2 separate regions of the Sus scrofa genome follow, and region 2 is linked to region 1. Evidence: chromatin contacts called from public Hi-C data. All regions are on one chromosome and are shown on one strand. Each heading gives the region's core, a stretch centred on a gene start, on an enhancer-like site or on the middle of the called end of the contact. The rest is flanking DNA. Distances are from core to core; before and after follow the strand shown. Region 1 has its middle 16 kb from the start of ENTPD4. Region 2 holds the start of SLC25A37 (mitoferrin-1).

Region 1 (3,406 bases), core at 630-3,129:
AGCAATGCCAGATCCCAGCCACAACTGCAACCTACACCACAGCTCAGGGTAACGCCAGATCCTTAACCCACTGAGCAAGGCCAAGGATCAAACCCACATCCTCATGGACACTAGTGGGGTTCATAACCGGCTGAGCCACAGCAGGAACTCCCCCAAATGTGTTTCTTAATAAGACTTGAAAGTCAGAATGACTCCTTGATCCATTAGCAGGAGCGAAAACATCACTAATCTCATTGTCCCCCTCCATCAGAGCTCTTGGGTGACCAGGTGCATTGTCAGGGAAGAGTAATATTTTTCTGAGCAGGAGGTCGCAAACGTGGGCTTAAAATATTCAGTAAACCATCTTATAAAGATATGTGTTGTCCTCCAGACTTTGTTGTTCCATTTGTAGAGCACAGGCAGAGGAGATTTTTGCATTTTGGGAGCGGGGGCGGGGGGGGGGAGTGGTAAATGAGCACTGGCTTCAACTTAAAGTCACCAGCTGTGTTAGCCCCTGCCAAGAGAGTCAGCCTGCCCTTTGAAGCTTTGAAGCCAGGCATGAGTTCCCCTCTCTAGCTATGAAAGTCTTAGCTGGCATCTTCTTCCAACATAAGGCTGTTTTGTCTGCATTGATAAGCTGTTGTTTAGACTCACTTTCATTAATGATCTCAGCCAGATCTTCTGGATGACTTGCCTTGGCTTCTACACCAGCACATGCTGCTTCCCATTGTGCTTTTGGCTTTTGTGTTACGGCGTTAAACCTCACGAACCAATCTCTGCTGGCTTCAAACTTTTCTTCGGCAGCTTTCTCACCTCTCTCACCCTTCACAGAATTAAAGGCAGTTAGGCCCTTGCTCTGGATTAGGTTTTGGCCAAAGGGAATGTTGTGGCTGGTTTGACCATCTATCCAGACACTGAAACTTTCTCCGTATCGGTAATAAGGCTGTTTTGCTCTCTGATCACTTGTGTATTCACTGGAGTAGCACTTTTTCATTTTCTTTAAGAACTTTTCCTTAGCATTCACGACTTGGCTGTCTGGCCGAGAGGCCTCGCTTTCGTCCAGTCTCAGCTTTCAATGTGCCTTCCTCACTAAGTTTAATCATTTCTAGCTTTTAATTCAGAGACAAGCGACTCTTCCTTTCACTTGACCACTTGGAGGTCGTAGGAGGGTTACTGATTAGCCTAATGTCAGTACACTTTGTTTCAGGGAATAGGGAGGACCAAGGGGCAGGGGGATGGGGGAGAGAGAGAGGGAGAGAGAGAGGACGAGAGAGAGGTGCAGGGGAATGGCCAGTCAGTGGATCAGTCCAAACACACACAACATTTATTAAATTCATGGTCTTACGGGAGTGGGCCTCCCCTCCCCTCCCTGGGTCTCTCTGGTCCACTCTCCTCTGTGCAGCCTCTATTCTCAGGCAGCCTCCCCCCATCCAACATCAGATGGCTTCCCAACAGCTCCAGGTGGACAAGGCCCTCAGCGCCTGCTTCTTCCCTTCCATACCTGGGAAACTCAATCTGAACCATCCACGGCGGCTAGTGCGAGGAGATCTCTAAGTGGCCATGCCTGGGTGCACTGCCCACCCCTGGTGGACGGAACACACCAGAACCTCATGTTGGCAAGTAATAGCATGGTGTTTCGGCAGAAAACCTCAATGCTGTCATCATGAGGGGGAGGGCAGGGTACATCCTGGGCAAAACACAGGATGTCCACATTGGGTATCTACAGAGCAAGCTGGGGATGAGGGTCAGACAGCACTGAATCCCTGCAGAGGCAGGGCTTTGGACTTCTGGTGGTCACAGGGATGTGTGGTATGATAGGGTTGGCACTGAAACTTCTTAGGAGAAGTGGGGGATCATGTTATGGTCAAGTTCGTCCTGAATACCTAGAGCACCAGAATGGGGCCGTGGGGCCATCTAGTGCTGAGTGCTGGCGCAGTGGGGGAAGCCAGGGCACAAGACGGCCTCTCCCTGACGGCTCACTCCTTCAGTGCCAGATAGTTTGTGGTCTAGGAGGGGCAAGGGTCATTTGAAAATGTCTGAAGGTAGTGGGGGAAGTTTGGGGATGATGTGATTGGAAGCAGCTCTTGGCAATTGGAAGAACTGACCTCTGGAAGAGGGAGGACATGTGCTCTGCGGGGCCCCGGAGCAGAATCAGCACCAATGCGAAGAAGCTGGAGGGAGGTTTTTAGCTAATAATTATAGTCAATCCGTCTAATGAAGAAGCAGGGTTTTCCTCCAAGACAGTGAGTTCCCTGTCCTTAGAAGCGTTTAAGTGGTGATTTGAATGCCTCTAGTCAGAGATACTATATACAGGCTCCTATTTGGGGTGTGAGAGCAAGTCAGATCATTTTTAAGTAGCTCCCAGATTTAAACTCTATGACTTTGTTCACACTCAGAAGGAGGAAGAAATCCTCAGCCAAATGGCACAAGGGCTAAATGTTGCCTTCGACACCCTCCTACTTCCCATTTTGGACCCCTTTTTTTCTGTCTTCAGTCACCTCCATCTCATCCCCAGGAGCCTGCTGCTCTCCTGATGCCTACTGGATTCCCAGCCAGGTCTGCCTTTTAAACACAATGTCCCTGCCCCCAGATGAGTCCCCTTCTTCCCCTTCGAAACATCAGAATCTAACCGCCTACTATCAACAAACAAAGCAGATGTTAACTAACACCAGGAATGAGAGATTTTGAGAAACTGAGCACTGTCAGAGGAACTGTAAACTTAATGATAACCAGTCTGTATCATTCATTCTGAATCATTTTTCATTTTTTAGCTTCTATGTTCACCCTTAAATATGTTTTTGTTCCTCTTGCCTCCTTTAATGAGACAGTTAGAATCTGTAGGCAGAAGCTGTATGATATAATATTCTGAATGCTGCACAAAACTTTGTATTTCAGTAACAGGAAATGAGTGGATTAAAATCAAGGTGAGTCAGCTTTATTCGTGAGATGGTTTGTTCATTTGTTCACAATGTCTACCATCCACACCCCAGGCACTGAGACACCTGAGAGGGTATGGAGGTGAGTGAGATGGGGCCCTCGCTCCATGTGGAGAAGAAGTGAGACAGAAAGTGCCTACTAAGCTCTGGGCACTATACTAGATGCAAGGGGGCAGTCTTGTCACATTGGACTCTTCGACAACCCCATCAGGCAGGGATGGTTCGTTTCCTTTTTTTTTTTTTTTTTTTAAGGGCCTCACTTGCAGCATATGGAGGTTTCCAGACTAGGGGTCAAATCAGAGCTGCAGCTATAGCTGCCAGCCTATGCCACAGCCACAGCAATGTCAGATTTGAGCCATGTCTGCAAACTACACCACAGCTCACGGCAAGGCCGGATCCTTAACCCACTGATTGAGGCCAGGGATCAAACCTGCGTCTTCGTGGATGCTAGTCATTCACTTCCGCTGAGCCACGATGGGAACTCCAGTTGT
Region 2 (3,406 bases), core at 655-3,154, 44 kb before region 1:
CCCTGCTTCCAACTTTCCCACACTCTGTCCAAGGCACTTGAGACAACAGCCTCAAATATGGGGAATTTTCTTAAATGTGAGGGATTCTTTGCTATACAAACACCACCTGGTATCTGGCCAGGATCTTTCCTGGAGCAGCTTCGAAAACCAAAGAGACAAGATCTCCCCATGGCCTCCATAACCCTGGCAGGCAAGGACCATTCCTTTAATTCCCCCTGAGACACCGGAGGGACAGAAGGTGTGATGGCTCAGGCCCAGTCTTAACTTGGGCCTCACCTGACTGAGGACATCCATGGCTTTTCTTGGGACCAGTGTCTGTCCAGCCACTGACTCACAACTCTGAGAACTGCCCAGGGAGGGGAAAACCATCTGAGTTAGACATTCTAGCCTTCACGCTGCTTCTGTGGAGCCAGCATGAGCAACAAGATACAGATGCTAGTTGCGGAGCTCTGTGTGCCCTGCCATTCAATGTCCCTGCCACCCTTTTAGAGAGCCCCCAAATCTCCCAAAGCACAGTGGGGCTGGAGTCAAAGGATTCAGGTGGAAAATGAGCCAGCGCAGGCTAATTTGTTCACCTCTCTGTGCCTGGGTTTCTTCCTCTGTTAATTCCCAGGGCTGCTCTATGAATTAGATGAGTTAAGCCTACAAAAGTGCAATGTATCAATCCTGGAATTACTTTCCTGCAGTACCCTATCCCCTAGCCATTCGGTGTCCTGAACAGACTGACAGAGGGCAGCTCAGGCAAAATCGGCCTGGCTAAAGCTGTCTCCTTAAGGAAATGCATTTAAAACTACCCGGGAAGAGCGGGACAAACAGAACGCCTTATTACACAAGACCCTAAGAAGGGCTATTATAGCACACGCTCTCCCAGCCTCCCCGACTCCCTGTAACAAAAAGAGATGGCAAATGTCACTGCACGTCTCACGCCTCTACTGCTGGAGGGCGTGCGGCCGGGCCGGGGCCACGTTTCTCGGAGCGAGAGCGGTTAGCGCTCCCGGCGGCGAGTCCCCCGGGGACGGCGCACGTGTGGGCAGCCTCAACCACCGGCACCGGTTGGCAGACGCCACTCGCCGCGGCTCGGACACCAGGCGAGCCAGCGGAGCCGCGACGAGCCGGAATCGCAAACCGTCCGATCGCGTGGCCAGACACGGTCAGACTGTGCAGAGCTGCACCGGCCGCCTCCCTCGGGAACCCCGCCTCCGCCACAGCGGCCAGCGGCGCTAGCCACTTTCCTCGCCGGCCGCAGCCAGCCGGGCCGTGAACGCGGGCCAGTGCCTGAGCCGGACGCAGACTGGGGCACCCTCGTGGGCTCGGGGGTGCCCCAGGGCCCAGGCGCGCAGCGGAAGGAGAGGCGCGGCGCGTTCTTCGGCGCCCCGGCTGCGCGCGCCAGCTCCCGGCGAGACGCGGGGTGCCACTGCTCCAGAGAGAGCGCAGTTTCGGGGAGCTGCCCCCAGGCAGCTCCAGCGCGGGATGCAAATGCAAACACAGGCGAGTGCGCTCTCCTCTCTTCTCGCTCCGTCCCTAAAGTCCCCTAGCGCCTCACCTTCACTGAGTCTACCGGGTACATGACCGAGTGCTCCAGGATCCCGGCCATCGCTCCGGCTGTCATGTGGGTGGATAAGGAGGCGCTGGTCGGCAGGTTCTCGTAGTCCTCCGACCCGGCGTCCTTGCAGCCGCCGCCGCCATCTCGGCTGTCCCCATCCATCCTGCGCCCCCCAGCCTGGCTCCCTACGCCGCCGCAGCGTAGCTCCATCCGCCGGCTCCGCGGGGCGCGGGAGGCTGCAAGAGGCAGGCGGGGAGGGGGAGGGGGCGAAAAACTTCACTTCTTTAAAGTGGGAACCACCTCCCCGGTGCTGCGGCGCCTGACGCCATGGCGGGCTGGGGTGGAGCAGAGGGGCCCCAATCACTGGAAAAGAAAAGGCCAGCCGCTGCCTCGCCATTGGTGTGCGGGAAAGGGGGGACCCGCCTCCCAGTGTGACGTCACTGTCCAGTGCAAATTTCCAAGCAACCGGACGGGGGCGAGAGACGTTGGGGGTGTCCCGGAAAGTTGTCTTACCTCCTGGTGAGGTGGTGCTGCCAGGCTTGGGACAGGCAGGGGGTCAGTCACTGGGGTGGGTCAGCCTGGCCGCAGGGGGCAAATGCTTAAGGCTGAAGGGAGATCTGGAAGAGTGGTCATTCTGCCCCTAGAGCCTGGGATTTTGCAAACAGTATTGCTCAGAAAGCTTTGGCATTCCTCAGGCCTGGAGTGGGGGGAAGTTATTGCGAATATTCTCAATGGAACAGTTATGGTGACTGCGGGGGGGGGGCACGTGGGGGTGGAGTAGAGTTCTAGAATTGAGGACCCACTGCATGATATGAGTGCTGCATTTCCTTTTGTGCACCAAGAGGTCATGTACCGTGGAGAGAAGAAGCTAAAAACTCAAGGTTCTGCACCAGGATGCTTTATTGGGGAGAACAGCCATTTACTCAAAGTCTTTTCTTTCACTGAAAACACAGAGTAAAATTTTCTCCTCATCACATTCTCACAAAAGGGCTAAATTCACCCTTCCCTGGGCTAGTGAAGACAAGTAGTCACCAGGATGGAGCCCTTCTGTGTAGGCACCTTCAGCTCACTTTTCTGAGGCTGAAAGAGCTTTAGAGGCCCAGTCTCACAGTAGGGTGCAAAGTAGCCGAAAGAGTGTATCTTGCAGTCTTGTGTCTGCCTGGCTTGAAAGGCTCTGGTCTCTAGTTCTTAAACTCATTCCAAGCTGTCTTCTCAAAGTGTAACCCAGGCTACTTTATTTTAACCTAAATGATACTGTCTTATTTCATCTGGGGATGGAGGAGAAATCAAAAAGTAGAGGAGTAGCCTATTAATCTAGGGCTCCATGGAAGCATGGCATCTGCACATCAAACTGTGCACATTCTGTGCCTTGAGGCATGGCTCTAGCTGATCAACTTTTACTGCCCGTTATCTAGAGAAGCCTTCTGGTCAGGAAAGCTGTGCCTTGAGATAATGAAAGGGTGGGGAAGGGGACCTTAAATGTGCTGCACCCCTCTTTGGCCTCACCCTGGGCCCAAGATTCAGGTCACAACAACCCAGGAAGCTCTCAGGGATTTAAGGTTCAGTGATGTGAGCAATGTCAATAGAGGCTTCAAGGCCAAGGCACCATCTCCCCGTTTTTGGTAGCTGCCAATAGTTCCTCCCAAGATGGACTAGGTAAAACAAGCTCTGTATTTAGTGATTGTTGGAGAAAAATTTCCCTGTTCTTACCAAAAGTGGTTTTTCAAGCAAGGTTGGTCAACACCTGTTGATACTCTATAAAAATGGATACCCTTTAACCAGTACATATTAACCCTTTTGCCCACTTCAGAGAATGTGACACAAGAGTCTAAGATAGGCATAACACTCTTCAAAGCATTATTT

The links. Hi-C and Micro-C count contacts between places; a contact is called where the count stands out from the background.
Region 2: a Hi-C map of fetal liver shows a contact between it and region 1, with 3 times the contacts expected there. The contact joins the promoter of SLC25A37 here to the enhancer-like site in region 1. A contact is called at or near these places in 2 of 5 promoter capture datasets (fetal liver and liver), 13 of 47 Hi-C or Micro-C datasets (blood, brain, embryonic fibroblasts and 8 more) and 1 of 2 datasets of contacts at active chromatin or transcription factors (skeletal muscle).

What each region holds. Positions count from the first base shown.
Region 1 is chr14:7,619,179-7,622,584 of Sscrofa11.1, reverse strand. It overlaps the pseudogene LOC110256693. Among named protein-coding and RNA genes, the nearest start is that of ENTPD4, 16 kb to the right of the region's middle. Within about 2 kb of position 1,879, at least 5 of the 83 cell types and tissues checked have an H3K27ac peak or open chromatin away from gene starts, as enhancers often do. A contact at or near this core is called in fetal liver, where this site is marked.
Region 2 is chr14:7,663,500-7,666,905 of Sscrofa11.1, reverse strand. SLC25A37 (mitoferrin-1) reads right to left here and starts at 1,904. Exons shown (of 5, transcript XM_021072304.1): 1 at 1,544-1,904. The coding sequence starts at 1,753.